Linked DNA regions of Sus scrofa: regions 1, 2 and 4 are each linked to region 3. The links are chromatin contacts, called in public Hi-C and HiChIP or PLAC-seq maps. All regions are on one chromosome and are shown on one strand. The core of a region is the stretch at or near the end of the contact, and the rest is flanking DNA. Distances in the headings are between cores, read along the strand shown. Region 1 holds the start of CBX7 (chromobox protein homolog 7). Region 2 holds the start of MIEF1 (mitochondrial dynamics protein MID51). Region 3 holds the start of RPL3 (ribosomal protein L3). Region 4 holds the start of APOBEC3B (apolipoprotein B mRNA editing enzyme, catalytic polypeptide-like 3F).

What was found. A called contact is a pair of places that touch in the nucleus more often than the background predicts. HiChIP or PLAC-seq counts read pairs in DNA pulled down with a chosen protein or histone mark.
Region 1: a contact with region 3 is called in a Hi-C map of fetal skeletal muscle, with 4 times the contacts expected there. The contact joins the promoter of CBX7 here to the promoter of RPL3 in region 3. A contact is called at or near these places in 4 of 5 promoter capture datasets (fetal liver, fetal skeletal muscle, liver and 1 more), 36 of 47 Hi-C or Micro-C datasets (adipose tissue, alveolar macrophages, blood and 18 more) and 2 of 2 datasets of contacts at active chromatin or transcription factors (alveolar macrophages and skeletal muscle).
Region 2: a contact with region 3 is called in an H3K27ac HiChIP or PLAC-seq map of alveolar macrophages. The contact joins the promoter of MIEF1 here to the promoter of RPL3 in region 3. A contact is called at or near these places in 3 of 5 promoter capture datasets (fetal liver, fetal skeletal muscle and liver), 9 of 47 Hi-C or Micro-C datasets (embryonic fibroblasts, epiblast stem cells, fetal skeletal muscle and 4 more) and 2 of 2 datasets of contacts at active chromatin or transcription factors (alveolar macrophages and skeletal muscle).
Region 4: an H3K27ac HiChIP or PLAC-seq map of skeletal muscle shows a contact between it and region 3, with 4 times the contacts expected there. The contact joins the promoter of APOBEC3B here to the promoter of RPL3 in region 3. A contact is called at or near these places in 1 of 47 Hi-C or Micro-C datasets (embryonic fibroblasts) and 2 of 2 datasets of contacts at active chromatin or transcription factors (alveolar macrophages and skeletal muscle).

What each region holds. Positions count from the first base shown.
Region 1 is chr5:9,067,871-9,073,090 of Sscrofa11.1, forward strand. CBX7 (chromobox protein homolog 7) reads left to right here and starts at 2,442. Exons shown (of 6, transcript XM_013997510.2): 1 at 2,442-2,733. The coding sequence starts at 2,665.
Region 2 is chr5:8,760,120-8,764,602 of Sscrofa11.1, forward strand. MIEF1 (mitochondrial dynamics protein MID51) reads right to left here and starts at 1,968. Exons shown (of 6, transcript XM_001929366.6): 1 at 1,777-1,968; 2 at 1-22.
Region 3 is chr5:8,919,492-8,924,358 of Sscrofa11.1, forward strand. RPL3 (ribosomal protein L3) reads left to right here and starts at 3,206. Exons shown (of 10, transcript NM_001244063.1): 1 at 3,206-3,262; 2 at 4,216-4,408. The coding sequence starts at 3,260.
Region 4 is chr5:9,112,781-9,117,716 of Sscrofa11.1, forward strand. It overlaps APOBEC3B (apolipoprotein B mRNA editing enzyme, catalytic polypeptide-like 3F), which reads right to left and starts at 3,185. Exons shown (of 8, transcript NM_001097446.1): 1 at 3,037-3,185; 2 at 747-897. The coding sequence starts at 3,116.

The sequences.
Region 1 (5,220 bases), core at 1,192-3,691, 150 kb after region 3:
CATCTGTTATTTAGAAACATACTTCTTAACTTCCAAACATGTGGGGCTTTTGAAGTCATCTTTTTGTTATCAATCTTTGGCTCATATGTGTGTGATCAGGGGATGTATACATGATTTCAGACTTGAGAAATGTCTTGAGATTTACTGTTTTTGTAAATATTTCACATGTCTTAAAAGGGAGAGTATTCTGCAGTTGTCGCCATGGTGGACTGTGAAAGTCCACTCGTCACTTTCTTTAACTATCCTTATTGAAATGATTTCTGCTTGTCCTACTAATTACAAGGGGATGTATTTTTAAATCTCCCATTATAATCATGGATTTGTCTATTTCTGTGCGTAGTTCTCTTTGTCATGTTTCTTATATTTTTAGACTGTGGTATTTGCATACAAATTCGAAGCTGTTCTTTCTCATCAAATGGTCCATTTTTATTATGAAGTGACTTGCTTTATCTCTAGGGATGTTTTTTCTGATACTAAAGAAACTGCGCCAACCTTCTTTTCATTAGCATTTGCATTATATATATATATACATATATATATATACGTATATTTTAAACCATGCATTTACTTTCACTCGTTCTGCTTGGGGACTGTCTCTTGTAAATTGCATGTAGTAGTTTTATCCAGTCTGATTATCTTTGTATTTTAACCACAACATTCTGTCCACTTGCACTTATTGAATTATAACACACTTGACTTTATATCTGTCATTTATTTGTCTCATCTGTCTTGTGTTTGTCTCTCCACTCTTGCTTGCTTTAGGATTTTCTCATTCTGTTTCCCTCCTCTAGTAATTTGGCTAAATATTTTACACGGCATTTCCATTCTTTGTGTTTGCCCTGGTAAGGACACTTTGCTAGGTGTCCAAGTCCATTTAATATCTATTTATCGAACTCAATCTTATCTCATCCAAGTCTATCTGAGATCCATTTTCATTTTTCTCCTGAAGAATGAAACGATCTTGGAACACTTTAATCCATTCAGCCAAGTTATATGTCATTGTTTTGTGTATTTTGATTCTATTTTTATCCAGAAGACATTGTTATCATGACATACTATCCATGTTCCTTATTGTTCTTTATTCCCTATTGCAGCAGACTTTTGTCTGTGATCATCTTCCTCCTGCCTGAAGTTCCTCCGTTGGAATTTCCTTTAGGGAGGGTCTCCTGGTGGCAAGGTCTTGGTTTTCGTATCTATGAATGTTATGATTACACTTTGTTCTAGAAAGATGTTTTCACTGGGTGCTTAAATTTTGAAATAAAATTTCACTGAATTTCGACGATGATGCTTATTTTCTGTCAGGGCTCTGAATATATCATTCTACCACCTTCCCACTGGCTTCCGCTGCTCCTGATAAAAAGTCAGTGTAAACCTATTTCTTTGTTTCCAGACAGAGGCGTTTTTTCCAGACAGAGGGCAACAGGGGGGCCACGGAAGGTTTCTAAGCACTCGGAGCACTCCGTCAGATCTGCACTTCAGAAAGCACCCTCTGGCACTGTGTGGACACGGGCGGCTCGGAGGGGTGGGCAGTGAGAAGGTTGCCCAGAGAACGGACATGGGGTGTGGAGGGGAGGAGATCAGAGAGGCGGGACTTGGGGTCATTGCAGCAGGAGTTGGGAATCAGAGAGGCAAGGATGACTAGGGTTCCGAGCTAGGATGAACGGTGGCGCCGTAGCGGAAACAGAGGGGAGGTGAGGATAAACGGTTCGTTCGGGACCTCCCGATGCATTCATTCCAGAAACAGTCGAACACCTACTTATGTGCCAAAAGCCAAAAGCATGTGACTGGGGACTCGTGGCTGCGTGGCACCAAATTCCGTCCCACTGTGCACCTTAGATCTGTCGCGGCTGCACCCGTCGCCAAGTATTGCCTCGAAGTAGCCGCCGCGTGGGATCCCGAAGCCTCAGCACAAGCACCGGCAGACCCGCTGACCGACAGAAGAATGGACAAGCGGGCGCCCGCTCAGGACTGGCCAAATCACGCCGCTCAGGAGCCGGTATCTAGAAAGACCACCGTGCGGAGAAGCCCCAACGCATTGGGAAACCTTGGCCGTCCCCGCCCTCCTGCCCCCCAAGGGTCCGTTTCGCGACCCCGCCTGTCGTTTGTGCGAGGTGGGGCACATGGTCTCCCCGCTCTGCCGGTGTCCTCATCTGCCCAACCCGGGCCATGCCGTTTCCGGCCCCTCAGAGTCACCGGGAGGATTTTAGGAAATGCGTCCGGGTAGTAAGAGCTCGGAGCCGAGCAGCGACTGCACCAAATAAGTCCCGCGAGCCCGCAGCTCCAGCGAGCGGCGCGGAGCCCGCAGGTCGGGCGGGGCGGAGCTCCAGTGGGGGCGGGGCGGGGCGGAGCCAGGAAGGAGGGAGGGAGGGAGGGGCGTGACCTGCCCAGCGCGAGCCGAGCCCCCGCCCCGCCCCCGCCCCCGCCCCGCGCGCTCGCTCGCTCGCTCGCGCGCGCCGAGGAAAACGTTGCGCAGGTTCAAAAATGGAACGTCGGCGGCGTGAGGGAGCGCGAGGGGGTGTGCGCGCGTGCGCGTGCGCGTGCGCGCCCGGGCGAGGGTGACGGGGTCCCCGCTGGCCCGAGCATCGCGCGCCGCAGACGCGGCCCCGCAGCTCCGCCCCCGGCCCGGCCCGGCCAGGCCCCGGGCCCGCTCGCCCGCCGCCCCACATGGAGCTGTCAGCCATCGGCGAGCAGGTGTTCGCCGTAGAGAGCATCCGGAAGAAGCGCGTGCGGAAGGTGAGGCTGCCCGGGGGCGGCTCCCAGGACCCCTGTGGGGTCCCCTCTTGTCCTCAGCACTGTCACCTTCAAGCTGGAGGCGACGGCGAAAGTGGGGCAGGGGTGCCCAGGCAGCTCCGCACTGCCGGGCTCCCATCCCCAACCCGTGCCTCAGTTTCCCCCGCTACCTTGTAGGGCTAGTAGTATAAAAGTTGTCACCCCAGGATGCTGGGGGCAGATAAGCTCGCCAGAGCTAGAAATTAGGATCAGACCGTAGGGATCCTGAATGTCATCCTTTCTCATCCTCCCCTCATTCTAAATATAGGGAAACTGAGGCCCAAATGAAGAAACGGCTTGCCTAGTGTGTTCGACGCAGATCGGGGTCTCGAACTCAGGACTCTGGACTCTTGGTGCCAAGTCCTTTGAAGTTGGAGGCGGAGCTTTGGAAAAAGCCGTCTCTTAGTCTCTGAAGTCTAACTGCTGGACTTCGACCTTTTCCGATTCCTTCCACACCCTCACCTCCGAGTCTCTCCCCTCTGCCAGTGCACGCCCCCGTCTTCCCCTCCCCAACTCGCAGCCCCGCCCGGCCAGGCCAGCCGGGCTCCGAGAAGCTGCCTACAGCGCTGGGGCATCCACGAAGCTCCTCCCCCTTCGCCTTCGCCTCCAAAACATACACCCTGCAATTTAAGGAGGCATCTCTTCCGCTGGGTTTGGTCCCTGTGCCTCAGGGCTGGACTTTGGCCGTGCACACGTTTGCAAAGTGATCCGGCCCCAGACTGGAGGCTGGGGACGAAGTGTTTGAGGAAAGTTCCTGTCCCCAGCACGCACCACCATCCTTTTGCCTTATCTCCTCTCCGCAGCCCCTTGGGAAATTCTAGCGGCAGGATAGGAAGAGGTCTTAAAGAGTTCATCTCCTTGTATTTGACCAAGGCACAGACTGAGGCCCGGGCTGGGGAAGTAGCCTGGTCAAGGTCACACAGCAAGTTAGAGATAAAAGTAGAGCCAGGAGCTCCAATTGGCTGATTGCCAACTCATCTTTGGAGAGAAAAAATCCAGTCCTGGCATCTTGGGCTAAGAGTGGCAGTCAAGGTGGGCCGTGACATTCTATTCTTGCCCCAACTGCAACGAGGCGGAGTTCTGTCTTCAAGTCCGGGCTGCCTCTCCTTCTCCCTTCCTCCAGAGTTTCCTCAATTTTAATCTGTTCCACAAAGCTCAGTGCTTTCCACGCAGTGAGGCCAGAGCAGGTACGGCAATTACCTGCTTACTTCTCCACGGCCCCTGGGGGTAATGCCATAGAGTGAGGAGCCTCATGCTTTAAGCCATTCATTCAAAATATATTCATTGAGGATCTGTTGTGTACCAGGCACCATTCTAAGCCCCGAGGAGAGCGCTCCTTCCCTGGAGGAGCTGGCAATCTGGCAGACAAGACACACAATGAAAGAGGAAATAAATATAGATGCTGTCCAACCCGGCTGTGTGCCACACAGAAAGAGAACTGTACGGTGAGAGGGAAGGTATTATGGTATTAGGAGGTGACCTGTCTTGGACCTAACATTCCGTGGTGGAGGGGCCGTCACCCATCGGTTGGGGTCAGACTTTTTTTTCTTTTTGCCATTTCTTGGGCTGCTTCCGCGGCATATGGAGGTTCCCGGGCTAGGGGTCTAATCAGAGCTGTAGCCGCCAGCCTACGCCAGAGCCACAGCAACGCGGGATCCGAGCCGCGTCTGCAGCCTACACCACAGCTCACGGCAACGCCGGATCGTTAACCCACTGAGCAAGGGCAGGGATTAAACCTGCAACCTCATGGTTCCTAGTCGGATTCGTTAACCACTGCGCCACGACGGGAACTCGTGGGGTCAGACTTTTAAAGGCCCCTGTCATCTATGAGAATGGGAGAAGCCTGGCTCTATTTTCATCTCTGGAGAGGTGATCACTCTTTCTCAAGGACTTTTTCAGCCTTCTCTGGGGGTTTTGCCTGAGTCTCTAGAGTTGAGAGTGAATTGAGCATCTTGGAGCACTGGACTGTCACCTCTGGGTCAGAGGCAGCCTCTCATTGGGATGGGGCTGACGGGGCTAGAGCCATGTGGGGCACCCCAGGGAGGAGTTTTCTAGGAATTGGAGAGTCTTCTGATCTAAAAAGGAAAGAGAATTGGAGTTCCTTCATGGCCCATAGGGTTAAGGATCTGCTTATGGCATGGCCAAAACTAAACAAAAAAAAAAAAAGGAAAGAGAATTATGGACTCAGCATGGGGGCGCTGGACACTGGATCTTTGGCTGTGCACATCCCCACGTGGTCTCAGTTTCCCCACATGTGATGTGAGCTCCAAGCTTCTGCCCCAGAAGCCCAGGAGGTCTCTGGGACCCAGGGTATCCCTGTGCTCTAGCAGGGAGGATAGTCTGGTGGTCACACAGCACTCAAAGTTTGAGGGTCTGTGGTTGATGGGGATCTGGTTGAGGGGTCCCTGACTCTGTGTGTGTGTGTGTGTGTGTGTGTGTGTGTGTGTGTGT
Region 2 (4,483 bases), core at 718-3,217, 160 kb before region 3:
CTGACAGGGGCTGGGCGTCAGGCTGTAAGCGAAAGGGAAGGAACAGAAGCCTAGAATCAGAATTCATGACAGAAGGGCCCACAGAGACTGATACAGCAGTTCTTCCTCTCGGTCTCAGAGACACCCCACCTCACCCTGCCAAGGTCACGCTATGACTTGGTGGCAGGGATGGGACCAGATCCTAGCCTGCTGACCCTGCTCCTGGGAAACTACAGGTTATGCAGAAAGACCAGGGCTTGGCTCTTGGCTATGCCACTTACTTGCCACGACTTCGAGCAAAGTACATGACTTCCAGCAAAGTACATAACGAGCATCAGGTTCCTCGTTTGCAAAAACATTGATAATGCTATCTAGGTTTATATGTTGCTATATAGTACTTATCACAAAGGGTTATTTTAACAATTGCCTGAGATATTGTTCGCAAAGCACCTGCAATAGAACCTTACCCTAAGGGGGCGTCTAGGTGGGTTGAAGCTAAGGGCTCTCAGTCATAACTGAATCCTAGCACCACCACTTATGAGCCGATGACCTTTGGCAAGTTCCTTCACCTCTCTGTACTTACCTTAGTTCCTTATGTGTAAAAGGAGGATTAAAATTGTATTTTCCACATGGCCGGTAAGAGGATGAAATGAGTGAATGTATGTGAATGTGGTTAGAACAGCATTTGGCATCTACTAAGCAGTCTATCAGGGACAGCTATTATTAGGGTTACCTACTCTCATCTGTATTCAATGGAGCTACACATAAACTGTCACAGTCAGTCCTTACACAACAGCAGGGGGTTATCATTTGTAAAGTGCTTTGTCATCCCTTATCACATGTAAGTTGAGGAACTTACAAACTGGTCCGGGTTCACGTCAAGCTTTAACACTTACTGTTTACTAGATATCATGCGAGGGCTAAGCAGGTCCCACGTGACAACTCATCCCGTTCTAACACACCACCAGTGTCATCGGTATCCCCATTTTAAGTAGAGAAAACTGATGCTCCCAGAGGGAAGTAACTTGCCCACAGGCACACAGCTGTAAAGAGGGGGTGCACGCGTGTCCCCAATTCTGCCTGCCTCTGTAATGACAGCTACTACCATTGGCTAGGAGCTTACCAAGTGCACAGCACTTCTAGGTGTTCTACAAACTTTCCCAGCACAGGGCCTGGCACATACTAAAGAGGGAACCCTCAAAACGTCCTTCTGTGGAAAAAAATGATGATGACCCTTGTTTCTGAAATACAGAAACGAGAAGGAGTGGGGGAAACATTTGGTAAAAACGTCTGGACTTTGGGCCCCAAACCAGCTAGCCATCAGCCTCCGGCCTAGTGCTAGCAGCCATCCCCGTCCCTTTTTCCTCAACTGCAGAAGAGCACCCCTCAGCCCCCCTTAAGGGTCTCCCGCAGCAGGAGATAAGTCCAGAAATCAACAGGAAAAGTGCTTTATGAAGTAGGAAGCGACTGTCACGCCAGAGCTGTTACTACAAGGTCGAGCGGCGAGTGGGCGGCTGGGCCCCGGCGGGTCCCCAGTTTCTTCCCCGACCCCGCCTTCGCACCGAGCCGAAGAGGGAAGACCCCGAGGCTGGGGCAGGCCGGCTCAGGCCCCCCCGGGAGGGCTCCGGAGGCTGGGGCGGGGCCAACGAGAGGCCTCAGGGGGAAAGCCCGGCAGGCTAGGGCCAGACCCCCGGCGGCCAGGTCGGTAGCCAGGGCCGGATAGGGAGCACCGGCCGCGGCCCTGAGAGGAAAGGCGGCGAGCCCCCAGCCCTGGCCCTCACTCCTCCCCTCACTTACCTGCGGGCCGCGCGCGCGCTACCACTCCTCGAGTCTCGCCTCTCGCCCGGTACCTCTCCTGGGGTCACCCGCCAACATGGCCCCTTCACTTCCGGGACACGACCTTGCGCACGGAGCTGAGGGGAGGGATCGAAGAGAGCCTGGAGGCAGGGGGAGGCGGGAGGACTTCCGGTTTCCCCCGCCTAGGCCTCTCTCGGGGCGGGGCCAGAGCCACGTCGGGCCACGCCCCCTAGCTCGGCTCCGCCCACAAGCTTGAGTCCCGCCTCCGTACGTGACAACACAGAGGGTCCGGCCTGCTGAGGGCCTCGCCTACGCGGCGGTCCCAGGCGTCGTCGTCCCGCGGAACAGAGCCAGGGAAAGCTGGGGGAGGCAGCTGGGCGGGGTAGTCACCCACCCTGCTGCCAGCACCGTGGTCTGTCCGGGGGGTCTGGCCAGGCCCCAGCACTGTCTGCCCATCTCGAGCTGGAACCATGAGGGCTCCTGGGGGACTTTTAACACTAACAGTATTCCCTATCGTGGCTTTCACAGCTCTTCCATTTTCTCAGATTGCCTTCTTTTCAACCCTCCATGCCGTTCCCGCTCCCCTGGCAAAGACCTACCTTTCAAGGACCACCTCAACTGTCCCCTGTTGAAGTCTTTTCCCGCCCCCTTTCTCATCCAACATTAATGTCTCCTTTGGGCTCCACGGAAATGTCTGCTGACCACCTAGGGCTTCACTCCTTAAGTTAACAAAACGTGTTATTGGCGCCTGTTATTTGCTAGGCACTGTTTTTTTAGTTTCTGTCTCACCAGATTTAAGGGCAGGAGCCATGTCCTTACGGAATCCCTAAACCCCCTTCCCCCCAGAGCCTAGTTCAGTGTCCGGCTGAGGAAGGATAGTCTAGGAGGGGAGGGGAACAGGCAGGCTTTGGAATCAAGCCCAGACAGCTCCAGTTCCAGTCCCAGTTCCACCACTTAAGGACAGCTGCCTGCCCTCTGGCAAGTTTCCTAACCCCTCCCAGCTTTTGTGTGGATTAAAAGGCATCTGGCAGGACAATTGCCCACCCTTCCATTCATTCTTGCATAAATCCTTGTTTTGCAAGCACTGCCACTGGCACTGCAGAGAATACATCAAGTCCTCAGATTCTGGTGGAGGCTGATGTCAGAGGAGGTGATAAGAACCGGGAGAAACTTGAGAAACTTACTGGATGAGAGGATGAAGGGAAAGGAGTTGCCTTTTTATGTGGAGTGTTGCCAGAAGGCCTGTCTGATAAGGGAACCTGGAGTAGGACCTGAGGGAGGAGCATTCCAGGTGTTGGCCCTCAGGTGGGCCCTTAGGCTCAGCTGTCCTAGGAGCAGAAGAGAGGGGACCAGTGCCAGGGGAGTAGAGTGAGTGAGCAAGAACTGGGGAAGACGCAGGACTGCAGGTCCTTTTCGGGGCAGGGGAGGGGAGACTATGCTGAGGCTGGAGCCACCAGAAGATTTGGAGCTAAGGAGGAACACGACCTGACCATTTGTTTATGGTGAAAAAATTATATTTCAAATTAGCCAGCTGGACTCAGTTTAGATGATCCCAATTTTTTTGGCACCACCCAAAGCATCACAGGCAGGGGCCAGTTAAACATATACCTTCTTCTCTTCATCAGACCCCATCAGGGTGTTGGCCTTGGCTATGCGATGTCATAAAAGCATCTTCCCAGCCTGTCTGACACATGTGTTGGTCGCCTTGACCTCCACAATGAACACAACTATGCTTCTTCTTTTTTTTTTTTTTTTTGTCCTTTTGCTATTTCTTTGGGCCGCTCCCTCGGCATATGGAGGTTCCCAGGCCAGGGGTCTAATTGGAGCTGTTGCTGCCGGTCTACGCCAGAGCCACAGCATGCGGGATTCGAGCTGCATCTACAACCTACACCACAGCTCACAGCAATGCTGGATCCTTAACCCACTGAGCGAGTCCAGGGATCGAACCCACAACCCCATGGTTCTTAGATTTGTTTCCGCTGCCCCACAACAGGAACTCCTGACCACTTCATTTCTGAGCATTAGGAAAGAGCCCATGCTCAGCCCCTGGAAGGTGTCCCCCTTCCTGCAACAAGAGGGCAGGTGCTTCTTCCTTAGTTTTGGTACCGTCTCCACGAAAAGGGCCCCTGACTTCTATTTTCACAGGATCGGTCTGGCTTGAGACAAACAGAACGGTGCCAGGGCTAGAGCAGAGAGACTGGGCAAGAGGTTGCCAAGCCCCAGGGGAGAGAGAACAGAGGCTCAGGCCAGGAGGTAGCCATGTGGAGGGGAGTGGTCAGATCCAGGAAGTATTAAGTGGTAGAACCACAGAATCTCCTGATGTGGGGGTGCGACTGAAGAGCCAACCACAGTCTCTAGGTCCTGCCTGAGCCATTGCTCTGCTGCCCCCCTCACCACCCACCAGCCTATCTTGGAGCATCTTCCAGGCTCTTCAAACTGCGAAAAGAAGGCAGTTTTCCAGGTGCCTAAGTTCACTTTGGTGAAGGAAGACTTCCCATGACATAAGGGGCCCCATCCATCCTGGGGATACTGTGAACCCCTGGAACCCCTGGTAGGAAAGGGAGAGGTCCAGATGGGGGCCTTGAAGAGGCTCCAGATTCAGGAGTAATAGTTGCCTGTGACACCTGGGATTTTAGGCATCATTCTTCCCAGAGCTGGCTTGGTGTGAAGGAAACACACTGAGATGGCACCAGCCCTTCTGATTCTG
Region 3 (4,867 bases), core at 1,956-4,455:
GCCAGGGGTCGAATTGGAGCTACAGGTGCCAGACTACACCACAGGCACAGCAACTTGGGATCTGAAGCTCGTCAGCAACCTACACCACAGCTCACGGCAATGGCAGATCCTTAAGCCACTGAGCGAGGCGGGGGGTCCAGCCCACGTCCTCATGGATCCTAGTGAAGTTTGCTACAGCCGAGCCATGACAGGACTACTATTTTATTTGTATTTATTTATTTTTTGGCCTCACACTCAGCATACAGAGAGGTTCCCAGACCAGGGATCATACCTGCACCACAGCAATGACAAGGCCAGATCCTTAACTGCTAGGCCAACAGAGAACTCCCTTCTCTTCACAATTTTAAATAGCCTTACTTGGTCTACAGTGGTGGCTGTCTTGTTCCCCTCTGTATTGTCACAGCCTAGTGCAGGCAGTACCTGGCACAGAGCAGGCCTTCAGTAAGAACTTCTTACTGGAGTTCCTCTTGCGGCTCAGTGGTAACAACCTGACTAGTATCCATGAAAATGCGGGTTTGATCCCTGGCCTCACTCAGTGGGTTAAGGATTGGGCATTGCGGTGAGCTGTGGTGTAGGTCGAAGACGTGGCTTGGATCCTGCGTTGCTGTGGCTGTGGCTTGGGCTGGCAGCTGCAGGTCTGATTCGACTCCTGGCCTGGGAACTTCCGCACCTTCAGCCCTAAAAAAAGAAAAAAAAAAAAAAAAAAAGAATTTCTTACTGAATGAGTGACTTAGGATCCCCAAGTTCCTTTTCCAGTGAAGGGGCTACTGAACCCTGAGTCTGATGTTATGAAAACCCAACCTAGAGCCAGTCAGATTTAACCTCTGGCCTTCATTATTTGTATAAATTTTGCCAAATTATTTCCTCTTGGCCTGAAACTTAGTTTTTTCTGTAAGAGGCGACAGTAGGCCTATACTATAATCCCTTGTCTGCAATTCTAAAATGAAAAAAACTTTTTAAACAAAATTTAAGTATAGTTGATTTACAATGTTGTGTTAGTTTCTGGTGTAGACCAAAATATGTTTGTTTTCATATTCTTTTCCATTATGGTTTATTACAGGATATTAGATATGGTTCCCTATGCAAAACAGTAGGACCTCATTTTTTTTTTTCAGTAGGACCTTATTTATCTATTTCATATGTAGTAGTTTGTATCTGCTGATCCCCCCTAATATATGCCTCCCCTACCTCCTTTGCTTAGTAACCATAATTTGTTTTCTATGTCTGTGAGGCTGTTTCTGTTTTGTAAATAAGGTCATTTGTATCATGTTTTAGATTCCTCGCACGTATTTGTCTTCCTCTTTCTGACTTACCTCACTTAGAATGCTAATCTCTAGGTTCATCCATGTTGCTGTAAATGGCATCTCTCTCTCTCACACACACACACACACACACACCCCTTGTCATTTGGTGGCAAGAACCAAACCAACCTGAACTTGTTTGGCAGCTAAATTAGCCTTGAACTGTGAAGCTATTTATATTTAATCCCACTCCATGTGAATATTCATGTTTCTTCACAGAATTAATGAGCGTGTTTCATTAACGGGTTTAGGGAGGATTACATAATGTACAGTCTGTGCACCATATTGCAAGATATTATCTAAAACATGAAAAATGCTGAACTTGGAAACACATCTGGTCCCACAGATTTCCAATAAGGGGCTACAGCTGCCAGCCTGTGCCACAGCCACAACAATGCCGGCTAAGCGGCCTCTGAGAACTTCACCACAGCTCACAGCACAGCTCCTCAGCAATTTGGGTTCTTTAACCCACCAAGCAAAGCCAGGGATTGAACCTGCATCCTCATGGATGTTAGTTGGGTTCATTCCCACTGAGCCACAATGGGAAGTTTTTGTTGTTGTTGTTTTTCACAACAATGTGAGCCATGGCCAGGCCCAGAGTAAAAGAACACAAAGGGGTGCGATGGAGGTGGAAGGTGATACAAGAAAAGTGTGTGTGTGTTCGCGCCCGGCAGCCAAGAAGCTTGAGTAGCTAGTTAGGTCAGATTCTTGGGTGGCAGGCTCAGGAGTTAAGGTTTAATCCCAGGGAAACAGGGACGGGTGGGGGTGGGGTAGGGCACGGGAACTAACAAGATGAGATTTGATTCTTAGAAAGATGTGGCGGGGCAAGCTTGGAAGAGGGGAGAGCAGCTAGGAGCCTCCTAGGTGACCCTGAGCCTAGGCAAAGGTCACCGAGGACCCCCTTCACACAGAGGGTCGGGGAGGCTGGCAGGGTCAGGCTCGTGAAGCCAGGCAGCTGGACCCAGGACCCCAGGTCGTGAGGTGGTTTCGCCGCCTCAGACCTTCAGAACCGAGCGGGGGCTCCCGCACCCAATACTTGATGGAAGGGCGGAGATAAGGTTTGAGGGACGGGGGCTAGAAATCAGGACGTATTATAAAAGGCAAGTTATTTTAAAATAGTTGCTATGAATGTGTGAATTTAAATTTCTGAATTAAAATGACGTTATTACAAGCGGAGTTAAAAAAATGAAAAAATAAAAGGCAAGTTAGTGTCAGGAAGCGGCTCAAAATAGCAACAACGCCGATCCACTGTGTGGGATGGATATGGGACACCATGGGTGAAAGCTTTTTTCCTGAAGTTTTCCTTCCCTTCCTTTCTTCCTCCCTCTCTTCCATTTCTTTCTTGTCTTTTTGGAGTTTTTTGAAAACGCTTTGGAACTGAAGCCCCAACAGGGTTACTGAATTCCAGAAGTTGCTGCGTTTTAATTTACCTATTTTGGCCGCACTCGCGGCACGTGGAAGCTCCCTAGCAAGGGATCGAACCAACGCCGCAACTGGGTCCTGTGCCACAGCTACGGCGACGGCAAATCCTTAACCCACTGCACCCCAAGGGAACATCCAGAGGTGACTGCGTTTTATAGGAAAAGCAGCGCCGTAGCTGTTGTTCTTCACCGTAATAGGGCGTTTCATGAAGTCTGACTGCAGCAGGACTGCTTGGGGTTGTTCCATTCCAATTCTCAGCGGGCGACCCCAAGGCTTTCCCTAAGTTGGAAGCCAGCCGCTCGCCGTAGAGATTCTAGCTGCCCTAAGAAGCTGACGTCAAGGTCGAGACGAACACAAGGCTTACGTAGCTTACGTAACTTACGAGCTTACGTAGAAACGGCGCCCAGTACCAGCCCCGTGACCTGACGTCGGCCGCGGGCGCGCGCTCGCACGCCGGAAGGGGCGGAGCCAGTCTGGGATTTATATATCGCACGCCTAGACCAGCCCGACCTCTATCGGCAGCTTCCGACCGCGGGATGGTATGTGTTGTTATGGCGGATTCTTCCTTGTCCGCCAGGGTGGCATGGCTGAATCTGCGGCACATCGCCGCCATCTCGGCTCGCCTGGCGCCGGGGGCCAGTTTTAGGAGGCCAGGGCACTCTGCGGAATCCGCAGTCAGGTCTATTTTCTGAAAACATGCTAGGCCTGAGGTTGATTTGCTGCCTGCCGAGCGGCTGGCGAGAGGCCTTGCCACAGGAGCTGGCCTGGGGGTTCTGGGCCGATAATCCTCAAGCCATGGACTATTTCTGGGTCTCAGCTTAAGCGTGCAAGATTGGAATCACGAACACTTTGTCTGGCAGGACTCCGGGAGGATTTGGCACTGTTAAAGTGGGAGGTGCAAGCAGGCGGGAGGGAACTTTGGGGGAATGGTTCCTGGGCCTCTGAAATGACTGGGACGGTTGGTGCCACTCTTTGGGCCTCTAGACTTCTCAGAAACCACAGATGATGAACTTATTGACGGGCGGACAGAAACTGTGTGCTGATTGTCATGTTCTGATTTGGCTCTGCCGAGTTCTAGTGGTCCCTGCTTAACCGGCTTAGCTCCCTCTTGGGAGCAGGAGGAACCACGACCCAGCCATTTGACCAGAAGACCCTATTGTAATCAGAGCCTGACATGCACATACGGCTCCTGGTTAAGTTATGAAGTTTAGTGCCAGTACCGGTGTACTTTGGTTCTCTTTAGAGGAAAATGTGGGTGGCACGGCAAGTTACAAGGTGAGGGTTTGAGGTTAGTGATAGGCTCCGGTTTGGCTGAATCATGATCTTTGGGTGTGTGATCCGCGCCATCCCGTCCCCAAAACAAACCTTGATGCAGCATGTAGTTCTGGGTTTGCTGGTCTGGATTCAGCCTTGCTGAGAATCCTCTTAGAATCCAGGCAGCTGGGAAGAAGTGAGCTACTTAAGGTGCTGACTTGGTGGTTTTTTTTCCTAGTCTCACAGGAAGTTCTCCGCTCCCAGGCACGGGTCCCTGGGCTTCCTGCCTCGGAAGCGTAGCAGCCGGCACCGCGGGAAGGTGAAGAGTTTCCCCAAGGATGACTCTTCCAAGCCCGTGCACCTCACCGCCTTCCTTGGCTACAAGGCTGGCATGACCCACATTGTGAGGGAGGTCGATAGGCCTGGGTCCAGTAAGTACACACTACGTCCTCCTAGTTGGGATTGGACTAGGTGGGGCCAAGCTGTCGGAACGGGGCAGGCTTTGGAGAGAGGGGAAACTGGATAATGGGATGGAAATGACATACCTTAGGACCGGTCAAAGCTGCGGGGTACGGATGGCTGGCCCTGCTTGCTTTGGGCAGAGGGACATAAGGGAAGGGTGATGAGTAAGAGCTACAGTGCAGAGAAATACATACGCTGTTTTAGGATATTGTCACTGCCAAGGGTCAAATAAAAACCACACGGTTTTTTAGTGGCAGCACTGGACTGTGAGCCTTACGTGAGCACTACTTGTGTTCTGGGTTGTGAAACTCGAAGCCAAAAGTCACTAGGAGTTTCTGTATAGTTAAGGATGTGGTGTTAACTGCAGCAGGTGGGGGGTAGCTGCTTTGGTGAGGGTTTGATCCCTGGATGGCTAACTCCCACGTGGC
Region 4 (4,936 bases), core at 1,935-4,434, 190 kb after region 3:
AGGAATGGAATCGGAGCTGCAGCTGCCAGCCTACACCACAGCTCACAGCACCACCAGATCCTTAACCCACTGAGCAAGGCCAGGGATCAAACCTGCATTCTCATGGATACTAGTCAGGTTCGTAACCCACTGAGCAACGACGGGAACTCCTGTGTCTGCATTCTTGGTAAAAACCGGACACACTGCAAAAGGCATTTTCCTAGTATTGACATAATATACTCTGAAAACCAATGAATTGCAATTGTAATTATATCCCCCAATTATAACTTTGGGAAAACAATTAGTGCAAGCATCCTAAAACTTCCGCAATTTGCCAATAAAACCCTCTGGCAGAACACAATTTAGGCTGCACCTGAATCTGTGTTCTCAGATTGCAGGTCCAAGACACTCAAAACAAAACAAAACAAAAAAGAATTTTTTTCTTTTTTTCTTTTTTTTTTTCTTTTTTTTTTTTTGCTTTTTAGGGCCGCACCCTCAGCATACAGAGGTTCCCAGGCTAGGGGCTGAATCGGAGCTACAGCTGCCGGGCCTACATCACAGCCACAGCAATATCAGATCTGAGCCGCGTCTGCAACCTACACCACAGCTCACAGGATCGCCAGTTCCTCAACCCACTGAGCGAGGCCAGGAATTGAACCCGCAACCTCATGGTTCCTAGTTGGATTTGTTTCCGCTGCACCATGATGGGAACTCCCTGTGCCTCTATTCAGCTCCCGCCCACGTTAGGGGTGTCATCGGGCCCATACCTGGTTTTGAAAGATGCCTTGGAAGAAACAGTTCTTTCCTTCCACCTGGCAGCAGATGTAGGAGCGGTTCCGCCCAGAGGCAAAGCGCAGGTTGCGAAAGTGGAAGGAGAAGGTTCGGGGAGATAACTCATGGAACCACTCCTCTGGGTTCCTGGGACCAAAAGAGAGAAAAGGGGAAAAGCAGAGATGGTTGCCTGGGGTTACTCCCAGCTGAGCCCTCTGAGCACAGCCGCCAGGACCAAAACCCCCACTTTGGCCTTGAGAATTCCCTGCTGGAAGACTTTCCAGGCAGGGAGAGGGAGCGGAGAGGGTGCTGGGACAACGGGGTGGGTGACTTCTCCCACAGGGGCCCAGACTGCTCCTTCCCAGAGCCCTCCCACCTCCACTCCAGTTTGCCTGCCTACCCATCCCCCCAACCCACTAGAAAAAATATCTAAGAGTAATAAAACCTCTCCACTCCAAAATCACAAGAGCCTTCAATATTGCAGTTCCATTCACTTCTGACTTTTCACTTGTGCATATTTGTTTTGTTTTTTGTTTGTGGTTTTTTTTTTTTTTGTCTTTTGCCATTTCTAAGGCCACACCTGTGGCATATGGAGGTTCCCAGGCTAGGGGTCTAATCAGAGCTGCAGCCACCGGGCCTATGCCAGAGCCACAGCAACGCCAGATCCGAGATGCGTCTGCAACCTACACCACAGCTCATGGCAATGCCGGATCCTTAACCTCCCTGAGCGAGGCCAGGGATCAAACCCGCAAACTCATGGTTCCTAGTTGGATTTGCTTCCACTGTGCCACAACGGGAACTCTTTTTTTAGTTTTTGTTTGTTTGTTTGTTTTGTTGGCTTTTTTTTTTTTTTACTTGTGCATATATTTTTTAATTAATTAATTAATTATTTATTTCTCTTTTTTGGCCACCCTGTAGCATATGGAGTCCCAGGCCAGAGATCAGATCCCAGCCACAGTTGCAACCTAAGTCACCACCATGGCAATGCTGGATCCTTAACCCAGTGTGCCAGGTAACTGGGGATTGAACCTGCGTCCCAGCGCTCCCAAGACACTGTCAATTCCCTTGTGCCACAGTGGGAACTCCTTGGGTTTTTTTTGTTTTTCTGGTTTTTTTTTTTAATGTCAGCTTAACACCTACATTCACAGGCTCCGGCTAGTGTCCCAAGTGTTTGTATCTGAACTATCTCCTCCTCCCCAAATCCTGCGGGAGCCATGCCCACTTTATAGAGGAGGAAACAGCAACACAGAGAGGCAAGGAGCCTGCCCTTCTCTAAGAGCAGTAAATGATGGACCTGGGTCCCCTGACAGGGCAAGGCCATTTCCAGGTTTTCCATGATGTGACCTTGCAGCTGTGGACAGCCTTGGAGGTGGTTTTCTTTCTCAATTTTTTTTTTTTCTTTTCTTTTTAGGGTTGCTCCTGTGATACATGGAGGTTCCCAGGCTAGGGGTCGAATCGGAGCTATAGCTGCCGGCCTACACCACAGCCACAGCAACAGGGCTCTGAGCCACATCTGCGACCCACACCACAGCTCACGGTGATGCCAGATCCTTAACCCACTGAGTGAGGCCAGGGATCAAACCTGCATCCTCATGGATACTAGTTGGGTTCACAACCCGCTGAGTCGCAATGGGAACTCCCTCCTACTTAATTTTAAAACAGAGGGGTTTCTCCCCATCTTTCCTCCAAGTTCCCCATTCATGGTTTGGTTATAAACCTGAAGCGTGGTCACCTAGGTTGGGCCAGATTTGTGAAGAGTCGGCATTTATTTTGCTGCTCACTGTGGAGATATTCTTGGAAGACATGATTTATCTTCTTGCCTCAGAGAACTAGTCTCTCTGTTTAAATGCTACAGAAGATCCATCAAAGTGCTTTGAACAAAATTCACCCACGGCTTCCATCCTCCCTTAGCCAAATTCTAAGCATTAAGACAGCACAGATATTTCCGACCAATAGGGGGTGCAGACCCCCAGAGGCAGGGAGGGGACCATCCAGCCCCACAGACAGACTTTCAGACCGAGGGCAGGGCAGGAGGACCCTCGGGGCTGGGTGGAGGTGTAGGAGGGGCCAGTTTGGAAGCCAGAGTGGGGGCACCCTCCCCCCCCCAGAAGAGGGCAAAGACCCCAGAAGGGAGTGGGCCCTGCAGAGAAGGAGCCCAGAGAGGGAACGGAAAGAGGCTGGGAATGCCGGGGCTCTGGGGATGAGGAGGCCGAGGACAGAGGCACAGCCCTAGAAAGGGCTGCAGAGAGGGGGGCCTCGTGGGACAGCGTGGGCGGGTGGCGGTACCTGATCCTGGGCCTCTGGCCGTAGCCTCCTCGGCTGGCTGGTCCCGGCCCTGGCCATTGTCTCAGGCGCTGAGGATCCATTTCCTCCCCCAGGGCTCCAGTGTAGGAAGAGCCCCTTATCTGAGAGTGACCTCCCAGGCCGTCTCAGCGGAGGCCCCACCTCCTTCCTGCTTTGGCACCAGGGGTGGGAGGGCCCCAGGGTGGTTTGCTTCCTCAGGCTCAGACCCACCTTCTCTTGGGCCCTCCCTCTTGGCAGAGCTCAGCCTCTGATGCAGCCGGGGCCCCTCCGAGCAGCAGGACCCAATGTTACACAAAGGGAAAGAGAAAGTAAAGATGCCAGAGGAAGAGGGGAGGATGGACAGCCCCTGGCTGCAAAGAGCGGGGGACAGAGGCTGGCTCCCACTGGCAGTGGGGCAGGCTGGAGCCCTCTCAGCACCCCCACCTCCTGCGCCCAGCCCAAATCTGCACCCAATTCTTTGCTCTGTACCTGCCTGTTGAATGAATGGAGGTGATGAGAAAGCGTGGACCCCGGGGTCAGGACGCCTCGCTTTCTCCTGGCACAGCCGGAAGTAAGGGGGCAGATGTGCTTTGCATTCTTACTTCTGCGCTTGGTCCTCTGCAAGAGTCCCCACAGCCTTCCTGGGGCAGAGAGGGTGTGCTTGCCAGAAGGTTCTCTTTACAAGGACACTCTTCCCCCATGGAGGGCGGAGGGTCTCAGCCTCATGACCTCATCTAAACCTGACCCTCTGAGGCCGAATAATAATTCAGGTCGTTCGTGTAGGAACGTGGGCTTCGATATATTCCCTGACGGATGGCCATGGTTTAAGATTTGTAAAAACTCAGCAAGACAAACGGGCCTTGCTTGTTGGAAGATTAACTCTTGAAAGTTTGCTCTACATCAAGATGGGAAGTAACCCCTGACCTATACCTTTGACGGTCAGCAAAAGAGTGTGATGAGTGGTGACTCCGAGTCTAGGGGAAAGAAGAGCAAAAGCAACCACAACACTTACATGGCAAGTGCACCTCTAAGATCCCTATTGGACATAGGACGGATGTAGGTAAACTGGGCAAGGCCAAGGGGCAAAAGAGCTGATATCTGGCCCCCACGTTGGTACCTACCCCCGTCCTTAAGAAATGAAAACCTCCATAGAATGAAAGAAAGGGGGACTCTTCCTCCCCTTCCCAGTGTCTGTGCTGGGAGCTATTTGCTTTCTTGTAATAAAGACTTTTGCTTGCTTACTGCCCTGTATGTTCGTGAAGTTCATTCTTCGGCTCCATGAATAGGAACTTGGATTCCGGCAACATCTTTCCGGTAAAAATCCCAGATGCCTCCCCTTCAAATTCCGTTACCCTGGGGGTTAGGGCTATAACAGAGGAGAACAAACCTGACTCCATACTGGCTCTGTTTCCTTTAGTGCTTACCCTTGCTGTCGGTTGCCTGTACCTAGTCATGCTGGCTCTGCCCCTTTGTCAAAGAACATTGCCTGGAGCCTGAAACAGGTGTGATAGCCCCTTCTCCAGCTGCTGACCTTTCAAGGTACACTTTTCCATTCATATAGAGAGAAAAAGTTGCAGAACAGACAATAGCAATTGTCTTGCTGGAGGCTTATCACGAGGTCTGTGACCAGACCTACTTGGAACAGCTTCAAGAACAAAGGGTTCCTGCAAACCAGCCACACACACACACACCCCCTTGTGGTATAGAAGAAACCTGAATTCTGTCTACCTCGGGTAAGATAGTTCTTTGAGACATGAGTCCAGCATCATCTTGGTGTTCTGCCTTTCTAAGTGGAGTCACTCTTCCCCGCCTCAGCAGCTCTTGATGTATTATCTCTCGGTCTACTGACCTGTCGTGTGGAGAGCAGTACGAACTTGGACTAGGTAACGGGGCTTCAACATAA